2 separate regions of the Sus scrofa genome follow, and region 2 is linked to region 1. The links are chromatin contacts, called in public Hi-C maps. All regions are on one chromosome and are shown on one strand. The core of a region is the stretch at or near the end of the contact, and the rest is flanking DNA. Distances in the headings are between cores, read along the strand shown.

Region 1 (6,014 bases), core at 1,308-3,807:
TGTACTTCATGGATGATGATAAAAGATATTGTTACAGAACTGTGTTCACAGATAGCAGCAAGGCTGGGTTCACAGAAATTATATCTGAAACAACAGAGGCAAGGTGGCAGCATTTAACCATCAGAAGAGAAAAACTATCCAAATGAGTGGCAAGATAGGCGTGGCAGTCAGAGATCCCCACCTCTGAAAATGATTAATAGAATATGGCATGCCTAGGAGAAAAGATAGAAGCTAGCCAACAAGGGCATGCTCAAACTATAAAATGAGAAGAAATCAAGGATGAGTGGCATAAGGCTGAAAGCAGCAGACTCAATAAAAAGTCACAGTCTCTTACCCAGTTTCCTGATTTCAGCTACTTTACTAGAACCCATTTACTGAAGAAGAGGAAGAATTGCAAGGTAGGACTCTGCAACACTACGGTGAGAATATATGGTAGTAATTTCCCCACACATGCTCACTTTACCCTCAGTCCTTCCCTAAAAGGACCAATTGCCGTTTCCCTGGGAAATCATACACTGAGGAAAAAGGAATGCTTAAATATTTTGAGGATTCTTGGATATAATCATTGCTGTTATCTAGGAACCAAAGTATTATCATGGCCCACAGTTATACAGGAGTCAGATAATAAATGGAATTTTTTTCCATGTGGGGCATAAATAGGTCTACTGAGCACAGGTACCTACCTAGTGATTACTGCCCCAGTTCCCAAATGTATGATTGGAATGGACATATTTGGTAGTTAGTACAGCACCCATATCAGTCCAGTTCTTTGGCCTAAGGGGTAAGAGCTATCAAAGTAGAAAAGGCCACAGGGGAGCCTCTGAAATTGCATAGGCAAGATAGTAAATTTTAAAAAGTGTACAATTTCCAGCTATAATGTAACATACAACACAATAACTATAGGTAATGATACTGTTTTGTATATTTGAAAGTTCGTATGTGTGTGAGATATGGGGTCAGTCTTTATTTCCTCTGTAGTGTTAACTAATATCCCCAGGACCATTTATTGAAAAAAAGAAAAACTTTCTTCCATTGCTCTGAAATATCACTTTTGAAAAATCACATTACATGTGTAGAACTTTTTAAGGTCTATTTTGACACATTTGCCTATTTCCTATCCTTGTGCCAATAGAACACTGACAATAACTAACTTTATAATAATACATCTTGATATTTGGTGGTTATAAGTACTCCAGATTTATTCTTCAAAATTTCCTTGGCTATTCTCAGCCTTTGCATTTCCATATAGATTTTAGAAACTTCTTGACAATTTCCACTCAGAGTATCTTCTGAGACTTTATTGTAGTTGCATTGGATCTATAGATCAATTTTGGGAGAAATGACATCTTAACAGTCCATGAACATGGCATGTTGTCCTGCATTTATTTAGGATTTATTTTAATTTGTGTCAGTAATATTTTGTAGTCAATAATGTTCTGTATCACATCTTTGATAGATTTCTAACAAAGTATTTGATGACTGTTGGTACTATTATAATTATTTAAATATCATTTTCTACTTATTTTCTGGAATAAAGGTACACAATTGAATATTTTAGACATGGTATTCAGTGACCTTATTAAATTCACTTTTCAATTCTTTTAGATTTTCAGTGTACATTATCATGTCATTGTGAATAATGACCGGTATTTCTTCCTTTCCAATCCTTTTCCCCTTGATTGCATTGATTAGAACATCTAAAACCATGTTGAAAATAAGCAGTAAGAGCAAAAGTGTTCTTATTTCATTCCTAGTGCTGGGGAAAAGATTAAATAATTTACCTTAAATATAATGAAATCAGCAGGGTTTTTTTGTAGGTGCTCTTTATCAGATCAAGGATGTTCCCTTTATTCCTATTTTGCTGAGAATAAATGGATGGATGCTGAATTTTATCAAATGATTTTACTACAACTACCATGATCATGATTTTCCCCACTTTTTCTGTTATTCTGATGAATTACATTTATTTTCCCTCCAGTTAACATCCTCCTTTATATTTCTGAAATAAGCCCCACTTAGCCATGATTGTCCTTTTTATATACCACCTAACTCAATTCACTAATTTTGTGTATAGGGTTTTCATATTTATGTTCATAACAGAGAATGGAAATCTAGCTTTTATTTTTCTGCACCCATGGCCAAGTGGAAGTTCCCAGGTCAGGTATGGAACTTGCACCACAGCAGAGACCCAAGCCACAGCAGAGACAACGCCATATCCTTAACCCACTGAGCCACCAGGAAACTCCATTAGACAATGCTTCTGAGAACCAGAAATTATCTAATCAGAAGTATACTCTAGGGTGTTTACTTTGTAGTGTTCATCGAACAGCTTTAATTTTTTTCATTCAGAGATAAAGTAAATACTATTTAATTATGTTTAAAATTTCATTGGAGTGTAGTTGACTTACAGTTTTGTGTTAGTTTTAGGTGTACAGCAAAGTGCATCAGTTATGCACATACATGCAAGATATCCAGTTTAATACAGGTTGAGCTGTTTCTTTCCTAACCACCAGGTGGCGACCAGGCGTCCAAGTCTGATTCCCCTTTCCCTCCTCTTTTTAGGCCCGCCCGGCTCCCGGGAGCGCGCACGTCTCAGAGTCCGCGCCGACTGCGGGCGCTACGGCCACGCACGTCGGTCGCTGCGGTCACGCTGCTGCATGTCGGATCCAACCCTGAGGATCCAGGACCATGTGGAAGCTGATTCCTGCCGCGGCCTCGGCCCGAGGTAAGGGCGGAAGGGAAATGTCTAGGGACGGATTTCCCTGGAGCAGCTGCAGTAGGCAGAGGGTTTGCAGAGCGATGTTTCCGGTCCGTTCTCGCCTCTTTCGCCGCCTTCTGGGCTGTTCTTCGTTCTCGCCCTGGGAGGCCGGAGGGCTGATGCGGAAAAACGGCGCATTTGTTGTGTGGGGATCGCGCTGTTTTCCTCGGCAGCGCAGTGCTTGCGAAACAGGCTTTAAATTGGGCAGGGGAGTAGGTGTGCGGCGCTGGGCGGCCAGGGACCGCCGGGTCGGCCGCCGGGGTACTCCACGGTTAGGACCAAAGCCACTGACGGGACCAGCTGCTCTGATCCTGGCTTAGATGGTCTGCAGGATTAATCCTTAGCAGGGGTACCTGTTGTGACTCCCAGTGTTTTAGGCTTTTGAAGAAATACCCAGAATAAGTTAACCCAAGCTAGAAAACACAGTGGCAACTGATGACTCCGTTTTGAACACATTGTTTTTGTAAATAGCCACGAAGATGACTTGGGTAAATGGCAACCACGGGAAAGCGTACTTTCGGTTTTGTTTCAGAGCCTTTTTCCATTTTGTCATCAGAACAACTGAAAAAAATTGTTTTTCTTTTTTTTTATTTCTAAGAATGGAAAATGGTAATCTCATGTTAATTGCTTGCCTACTCTGTGTAAGCACTTATTAGTTCATAGATAAACAGGGTTAGCCTATGATTGGTCTTGCCTTCAGAAAGTGTACGTTATGGTTGAAAAAAAAAAAATCTCCCAAGAAATAGCAAAAAGACAAAAAAAAAAAAATCTATGTGCAGACTCAATTGACTGACAATGTCAGGAAGTGTGGAGAGGACCAAACAAATGGAAAAATACTCTAATAATATCTCATAGTATTTATAGACTTAAAAATATTATAAAGACTCAAAATAAAAATATTATAAAGATCAAGGCATTGCTGTGGACTTGGAGCATTGCAGAGATAGAACATAAACTGTGGTAGACAAGTAGGAACAGTTTCCAGGAACAGTTGTAGCCTGTGACTGTCTCCTTGTGTCCTTTAGGGTGGTAGTAGAAGTAAAATGCCACTAGTGCCAGTAGGTGGCATTCTTAAACTTTTGGAGGATATTGAATCTAATGGAAGCTATGGGGTCCATACTTCTAGGAAAAATGTGAGTAAACCTACACAGGTTTTTTGTTGAAAGAGTCCACCCTAGGTTAAGAATCTGGTTAACAAAATGTGTTCCAAATCTGGTCAAAGCTTACCTGGACTCTTTGCTACTTGTCTTGTTTATCTTCATCATTCTACAACTGCAGTGCTCCAAGACTAAACTCCAGCATACATGCTATGACTCCAACAATTTGTGATTTCCAAAATTTTTAAAAACTAATACACTCTGCCATGTTCTTAAATCTACCTTAACAGAAAAAAAAAAATTACCCAATATATGCACTTCACTTTGGTCTGGAATTTTTGTGCATTGATTGATCTACATTTTTCATTCTTTTTTTTTTTTTGCCTTTTCTAGGGCTACTCCCTCAGCATATGGAGATTCCCAGGCTAGGGGTCTGATCAGAGCTATAGCTGCTAGGCGTACCCCAGAGCCGCAGCAACGTGGGATTCAAGCCTCATCTGTGGCCTAAACCACAGCTCAGGGCAACACCAGATCCTTAACCCACTGAGTGAGGCCAGGGATCAGACCCTAAACCTCATGGTTCCTAGTCGAATTCTTTAACCACTGAGCCATGACAGGAACTCCTATTTTTTACTCTTGATCCAGTACCATACTTTACCATACTAGGTTCTAAACATACTGTTGTGATTTTGTTTTGTAATGCATTAAATTTTTAATTTGGGCAAGCATTGACAGTTTTCAATATTGTTTTCTCTTTAGACAAAAGGTTGAGCTTTCCGTCTATACAGATTTGCATCCTTCAGTGAGGCTTTACTAGAAAACACAAATTTGATTTACATGAAGTTGTTTGTCAGCATTTAGATAGCAAAATAAAAATACTTAATTGTTTGTCATACTTATAAATACATGGTTGTGTATGGATCTGTTAATTTATTTTTTTAAAAAATTCTTAGACCCATACAGACTTTTGACTGGTGTTGAGTACATTGTTGGAAGGAAAAATTGTGACATTTTAATTGAAGATGATCAATCAATCAGTCGAAATCATGCTATATTAACTGCTAACTTTTCTATAACCAACCTGGTAAGTTACTAATTTTATTTCACTAGCTTATAGTAAGGGGATTGAAATATACATGATATACCTTGGTGTATATGTAAGAGAGAGTTTGAGAGACTTTTCATTTCATAGGGCTGTTAGTTTTTTTTTTTTATTAACAAAATTAAAGAGTTGTATTTTGGTAGTGGTACCGGTGGTATTTGAAATTTGAAGTTTCTGTTTCAGTATTTTACTGTTTGCTGTAGTGATTTAGAAACTCAGGAAGTACAACGTATTTCTGTTTCTTTACTTGAACATTTATTGAGTGCTTACTGTGTGTCAATCACTGTGCCAAGCCTGAGGATAGAGCGGTGACTAGACCATCTTTAAAGAGTTTATGTAGCCAGGTGAACACTGGTATTTCCATTATATCTTAGGTTTTTGCAAGGGGAATTGATTTGTTTTAGTAGGGGAAATAGCTGTTGTATATGCCCCACAGTTTTTTTTGGTTTTTTTTGTTTTTGTTTTTGTTTTTTTTTTTGATTGTTTGTCTTTTTAGGGCTGTACCTGTGGCCTATAGAGGTTCTCAGACTAGGGGACAAATTGGAGCTGAGTCACTGGCCTACACCACAGCCACAGCAATTACAGATCCGAGCTGCATCTGAGACCTTCACCACAGCTATGGCAACACGGGATCCTTAACCCACTGAGAGAAGCCGGGGATCAAACCCGTGTCCTTGTGGATACTCACATTTGTTTCTGCTGAGCCATGACTGGAACTCCCCCAGCTCTTTTGATTGGCTTTGAGTTTGTTTGGGTGTGTTGATTCTTTTAATAAAAAGATGGGTTATAAAAGTAATACAAATGTATACAAATAGCTGTGCTCAATGGTAATGCTGGTGGTAATAAGAAGAAAAGCTGTTGTTTTGAGCAAAGACTACATTTTGGCAAATGCTGGATTTGTTCAGTGATATTTAGGTTTTGTGACTGGATTCCATTATTTTTATTTATTTATTTATTTATTATTTTTTTTTTTTAATTTTTTTTGCCTTTTAGAGTGGCCACTTGCAGCATATGGAAGTTGCCCGGCTAGGGGTCGAAATGGAGCTGTAGCTGCCAG
Region 2 (6,014 bases), core at 1,163-3,662, 130 kb after region 1:
ACAGGAATTGCGAGTCTTCTTTGTCCTATGCCTTACATCCCCTCTTGCAATTTGGTGAAGCCTCTGGACCTCTTCTTTGAATATTATCATTAAATCCATAATAGGATTTACACGGAAACTAAAAAGTAAACTTGGAATGTTTTTATGTACTTTATTGTATTAAATAAGTTCAGGAGTTCCCATAGTGGCTCAGTAGAAACCAATCTGACTAGGATCCACTAAGGGGGCAGGTTACATACCTGGCCTCCATCAGTGGGTTAGGGATCCTGCATTGCCTTAAACTGTGGTGCAAGTCACATGCACTGCCAGGATGTGGGGTTGCTGTGGTTGCCGGCGGCTACAGCTCTGATTCAGCCCCTAGCCTGGGGACCTCCATACGCCCCTGGTGCGGAAAACCAAGTTCAATGATGTAAAATAATTACTATAATCTTGAAGAAATAAGCAAACAGTATTTCTAGGTACCTGTCAACAATAATATGAAAATACTTGTGATTTCTATTGATGACAGTCACAAATACTACTGTGGTTTACTGCTTATATTCACAACTGAAGAAAACAGATTTTGGTAAAAGTTGAGTGAAAATTCCTGGTCCCTTTCTTTACATCCAAGTTCAGGGGTCATCTAAAGTCTACATTTGCACCGCGATTTAAGAAATCTTGATCAGAATTTCATATTTCACAAAAGAAATTTTGTATATCACTATTCTAGCATTCATTTATAGAAAGCAAGGCACTTTACTAAAGTCTTCACTAAGCTTAACGTTTCTTCACCACAGGGTTAAAACCCGTTTTAAGTTTTTGTCGAATTTCTCTCCATAACTGAATGGTAGTGCTGGCCAACTGTGCTGGATCTAGTACATCCACTTTTATTTCAAAATGTATATCCTAAAACATTCCCCATAATGTTAGTCTAGACGCACCATATTTCTCAAATTTCTACAACATATATTATTTACAATGACTAACACTTTAAGTCAGAACCTATTTGTAATTAGACCATCACATTTTAAACATGGTTCCCTGCCTTCCCTTCAAACCAGTAACTTATCAGACTTTTTTTTTTAAGGAAAAAAAAATGTTTAAGATGTGTGCGGGGGTCTAGAGGGACCTTCACAACACTACACACAAACTTTGCAGTACTTAGAAGTCTCAGTCGCAGTAACCGACTCGACCCAGGCCTAGCCGGTCCCGCAGTCCCATGACTGGCGCGGTTCAGTAAAAGGGAGATGTTAACAGAAGCGACTGCCCCGGAGTGAGGGAAACCTCGACTAGGCAGGAATAGGGAGGAAGCAGCGGACGAGGCAGGGGGCTTCTGCGGTCCAGACGCTCGCCTTCCACCCTCGACCCATCTCCGACTCCAGACACGCGCGGCCTCTGCCCATTTCGGCCCAGGCCCTGCCGCCGGACCTCGCAACACTCCACCCTCCGCCTGCTCCCCTTCGTTCCCCGGCGGAGAAGTCACCTGAAATGACCGGCCAGAGAGCAGCGGCAACACCACACGGGCATGGAGCGCGGCGCACGGGGCGCCGGAGCGCGACCACCACAGCCACTGCCTCTTATCTCGGAGGGGTGACCCGTCCGGGGCGCCGCCCGGTCGCGGAGTCCGCGGGGTTCCCGCGCCCCGCGCCAGGCCGTGGCCGCGGCTGCCCGGAAGCTGCGATTCGGCAGCCGGCCGGGCCCCGGGGCGCCAAAATACGCCTCAACAGAGAGGCTTCCGCTCCTCGCCTGCGGGCAGCGAGACACCAGCGGTGAAGATCTCAGGGTGCCGCGATGGGGGCGGAACTGGGCGGGGCGGGGACGCTGCGACGGCTGTGGCGGAGGCGCGCGGGCTCCTCCTCGCAGGTGCGGAGGCGGCGGCGGGCGAGGCCTGGGATTGGTGGAGCCGCGGCCTGCTAGGGGCCTGGCCTGACCAAGCGGCTGCTGAGAGGCCCGCGGGGGCCGAGATCCGCCCGCCCACCCGACCGCGGCGTTTGCGGTGATGGGCGGCTTCGGCCTGAGCTCTTCGGACCCTATTCCGTGTTCCCGAACTGGTGGCGTGGGTGGTTAGCTAGGCTGGGAGGATGCTGGGGGCTAGGTGACAAGGGGAAGAGGAAGAGCTCCTAATCGTAGTAGCTGGACGGTGCAGGGGAAAAACCTTGTCTGCTGCACTGCGTCTGCCAACCCGAGCGCGCAAGCCAGAGTCTCCGTAGTCCTTTCGTTCGGGCCTTTCGCCGAAGACGCCCGGGAAAGACCGAGATACCCGCCCCAAGAAACTCACTTTAGCGGCTTTGCTCGTGCTGGCCGGAGCGCAGACGCCCGGAGTTCCCCCGCGCTTTTCACTCTTGAGCCTGCGTCACAATCGAATGGGGGAACCCAGTAAACCACGAGTGCGCCCCACCCCAGAGGTTCTGATAGGGGAAGCCTGGTTTACCGACTAAGGTCCCTCTTAAGTGGCATCCCTGATTAAAAAAACCGGGTGCTAGCCCCGCCCAGAATTCACCGAGGGCGGGGGAAGGCAGGAATGTGTTTTTAAAAAATTCCTCCAGGTGATTGTAATGCAAGGAAAGTTAGAAATGTATGGAATGAAGAGTTTCCCTGTTCGGTGTTTTCAAGAAATGAAGGCGGGGAAAACCTAGAAGTGATTGACTGCATATACAGAGATATCTTTCTATTCCTCCTTACAAAAAAGATCTAGATATTTTTGCAATTAAATCTTACTTAGGTTTCTCTTCTTAAAATTTCTAAGTTCTCAGTTTTTCCTGAATGTTACCATGGAACAAACCTGGACTTAACAGACTTTAAGTCTGTGGGGCTTAAAATAAAATTGTAGGACTCAGCCTGCTTCCAGGGTTTTACGCTGTAAGAAAATACGTGTGTATATTCATTTTACTCCAATGTTCATTTTACTTTGTTTCAGAAAGTAAGGCATAAGTTAATTTTTTGTTAATATTCATAACATCTGGAGTTCCCATCGTTCCTCAGCAGTTAACAAACCGGACTAACATACATGAGGACGCGGGTTTCATCCCTGACCTTGCTCAGTAGGTTAAGGATCCAGTGTTGCTGTGAGCTGTGGTTTAGGTCACAGGCTGCTCAGTTCTTGCGTCCCTGTGGTGTAGGCTGGCAGCTACAGCTCTGATTGGACCCCTAGCCTGGGAACGTCCCTATGCCAAGAGTGCAACCCTGAAAAGACAAAAAATAAAATAAAATAACATCCTTTTAAATTTAAAGAAACTAAACTCGTAAAAGCTATGCCAATCCAGAACTGAAATATTAAAATATAAGAAGATTTATGAGTACTTCGTATAGCTTTTCCTTTATGGCTTTTTTTTTTTTTTTGCAGTATTTCCAGATTTTCAAATAATAAAGTGGGTATGTCAGATTTTAGATTTAATCTGGCTTGTATTTAAGCCTTGGAAACTTGCAGTCGTGGCTTAAACTTGATAGTAATTAGTGATTAAACCAAGCCACAAAAACTACATAAGTATTTTTCTTATAGCAGAGTTTTTTTGTATTTGTTTTTTTGAAATTGAAATTCTATTTAAAAATAAACCCCAGGTTTCATGATATTGCAGAGCAACAGACTCAGATACTTCTGATGGGATGGTAAATTAGTATGTGGTCTAAAACTCCCCTGTCTGTGTAATGGACCCTTACTCTTCCTTTCAGTGCCCTGAGCAGCACATTTAGTGTAGAGCTTATCTCACACTGGCAACCATTCCAGTCCATGGTAACTTCTGGGCTTCCAATGTTACCTAGTTGTAGAATCCTTACTGAACAACCCTCCTTACTGGTGTATAATGTACAGTATTTTATACATTAAATTGTAGTAATTAAAATGTCTGTTTTGGAATCTTTGCTAGCAGCGTGATCTTGGACAAGTTACTCAGCATCTCTGGGCTTTGATTCCTCATCTGTAAAATGAGCTAATAATAATTACTTCATTGATTGTAAGAATTAAGAAAATACTTATAAAGCACTTATCGTAGTGCCTGGCTCATTTTAATCACAAAATAAATATTAGTTTTCATTATTATCAATAATAATATCATAGGAGTTCCCATCGTGGCGCAGTGGTTAACGAATCTGACTAGGAACCATGAGGTTGCAGGTTCAATCCCTGGCCTTGCTCAGTGGGTTAAGGATCTGGCATTGCCATGAGCTGTGGTGTAGGTCACAGAAGTGGCTTGGATCTGGCATTGCTGTGACTGTGGTGTAGGCTGACAGCCACAGCTCAGATTCAGGCCCTAGCCTGGGAACCTCCATATGCCGTAGTCGTGGCCCTAAAAAGACAAAAACAAAAACAAACAAAGCTATACTGCAGCTTGTGGCAATGCCAGATCCTTTAACACGCCGAGCGAGGCCAGGGATCAAACGCACATACTCGTGGATGCTAGCCAGGTTCTTAACCTGCTGAATCACAATGGACACTCCAGAAAAATTTCTTTCACTGAAGTGTAGTTAATTTACAAGATTGTGATGATTTCTGCTCTACAGCAAAGTGTTCCAGTCATACATATATACACATATCCATTCTCTCAGATAAAAAGAAAAACTTAATCCATCGCATGGAGGTCTCATACAAATGGGTCCTAAGAAGAGACTAAAAGAACCAGCTTTTATACTTTTTAGGCAAAGAAATCATAAATTTGTAAGAAATTGACAAGACAAGGAACTTAGGTTTGGGGTGCCCATGTATTGAAGAATCTAAACAGAATTTGGGCTTGAGGTAAGTAAGTAACAAGGTTTCTTTAACAGGGCTTCTCAGCCCCAAATGCTGTTTTTGGTGAAAAGGTATTCTTCTACCTCCAGATACATGAGGGCATCTGTCACATGGGAGATGTATTTCTTCCTCCATTGGTGAGGCTTGAGAGGTCCCAGGATTTCTTTGGAGGGAATTTGTGGTTTTGGAGTTTGTAGTGATAAGACACTAAAGTGAGCAGAAGTGAGCAGACTACTTGGGCGCAGGAATGAGAAAAGCCTTATCTTTTTCACTTATGCAGATACCAGAGTAGTGCTTCTCAACCATGCATATTAGAATCACCTGGGAACATTTAAAAACCTCAATGCCCAGGCACAACCCTCTCCCTTCCCACACTCACTACTAGCAATTAAATTTAAAAGAATCTGGTAAAGGGACCTCAGGCACATGATTTAATCCATTAACATGTAAATAAGCAATTTCTGCACAATTGATTGAATTGAAAAACTAGAGCTTCAAACCATTTTTCATCCTGATATCGCTAATGTAAAGTCTGAGGAAGAAAAACACTCACTTCTTTGATCTTAAAGTACATAGTTATAAACAGAAAATGTGTAGCTTTTATTTCACTTTTATAAGGTTAATTCAATGGTCAAAACATTCTAATCTCAGTGTTTACCCTCAGCACACCCATGCTGTTCTCTAAACATACTGATGCTGGATAGATGGTGCCGGAATCCACGTTCTTGTTAATGGCAGTCAAAGAATGAACTCTGAGAACACACAGGCAACAAGCAAGCAAAGTCTTTATTCAAGAGAAGCAAATAGCTCCCAGGACAGGCTAGGAGTGGGTAGAAGAGCCCCCGCCCCTTTCTCTATTGTCCTTTAGGGGTTTTTATTCCTTAAAGATTGGGGGGGGGTACAAACGTGGGGTCCAGAAAGATGTGGTTTTCTCCAATTGGCCTTGCTCAATTACTTATATCAGTCCTTGTCCAACAGGGGTTTTAGGGTTGGAAACATCACAAAAGTTTTATGGTTTTTTGTCCTTTTCTTTCCTTAGATTAAGTCACTACTCCTCTCATTCCTTTTTTATCAGTTGAGGAGTGGGCTAGAGATTCGCATTTCCTACAGAAGACAAAGCCTGTGGGGAATGCGCATTTCCTAAAATAAAACAAGTCCTATGGAGGTGTTACTCCCTGGAGCCCTTAAGCCACAAAAGTTAATCAATATCCATATCAAAGGAATGTATTGGAGACCATGCTCCTACACTAACTACCTGAGTTAATATTCTGCCTCAATATGAGACAAACTCCCCTCCTTAGAATTTTTCAGT

Evidence for each region. A called contact is a pair of places that touch in the nucleus more often than the background predicts.
Region 2: a contact with region 1 is called in a Hi-C map of skeletal muscle, with 4 times the contacts expected there. The contact joins the promoter of OSGIN2 here to the promoter of NBN in region 1. A contact is called at or near these places in 3 of 5 promoter capture datasets (fetal liver, liver and skeletal muscle), 12 of 47 Hi-C or Micro-C datasets (alveolar macrophages, blood, fetal skeletal muscle and 7 more) and 2 of 2 datasets of contacts at active chromatin or transcription factors (alveolar macrophages and skeletal muscle).

The regions. Positions count from the first base shown.
Region 1 is chr4:46,785,107-46,791,120 of Sscrofa11.1, forward strand. It overlaps NBN (nibrin), which reads left to right and starts at 2,558. Exons shown (of 15, transcript XM_021089137.1): 1 at 2,558-2,725; 2 at 4,809-4,939. The coding sequence starts at 2,689.
Region 2 is chr4:46,910,529-46,916,542 of Sscrofa11.1, forward strand. OSGIN2 (oxidative stress-induced growth inhibitor 2) reads right to left here and starts at 2,413. Exons shown (of 6, transcript XM_005662982.3): 1 at 2,258-2,413.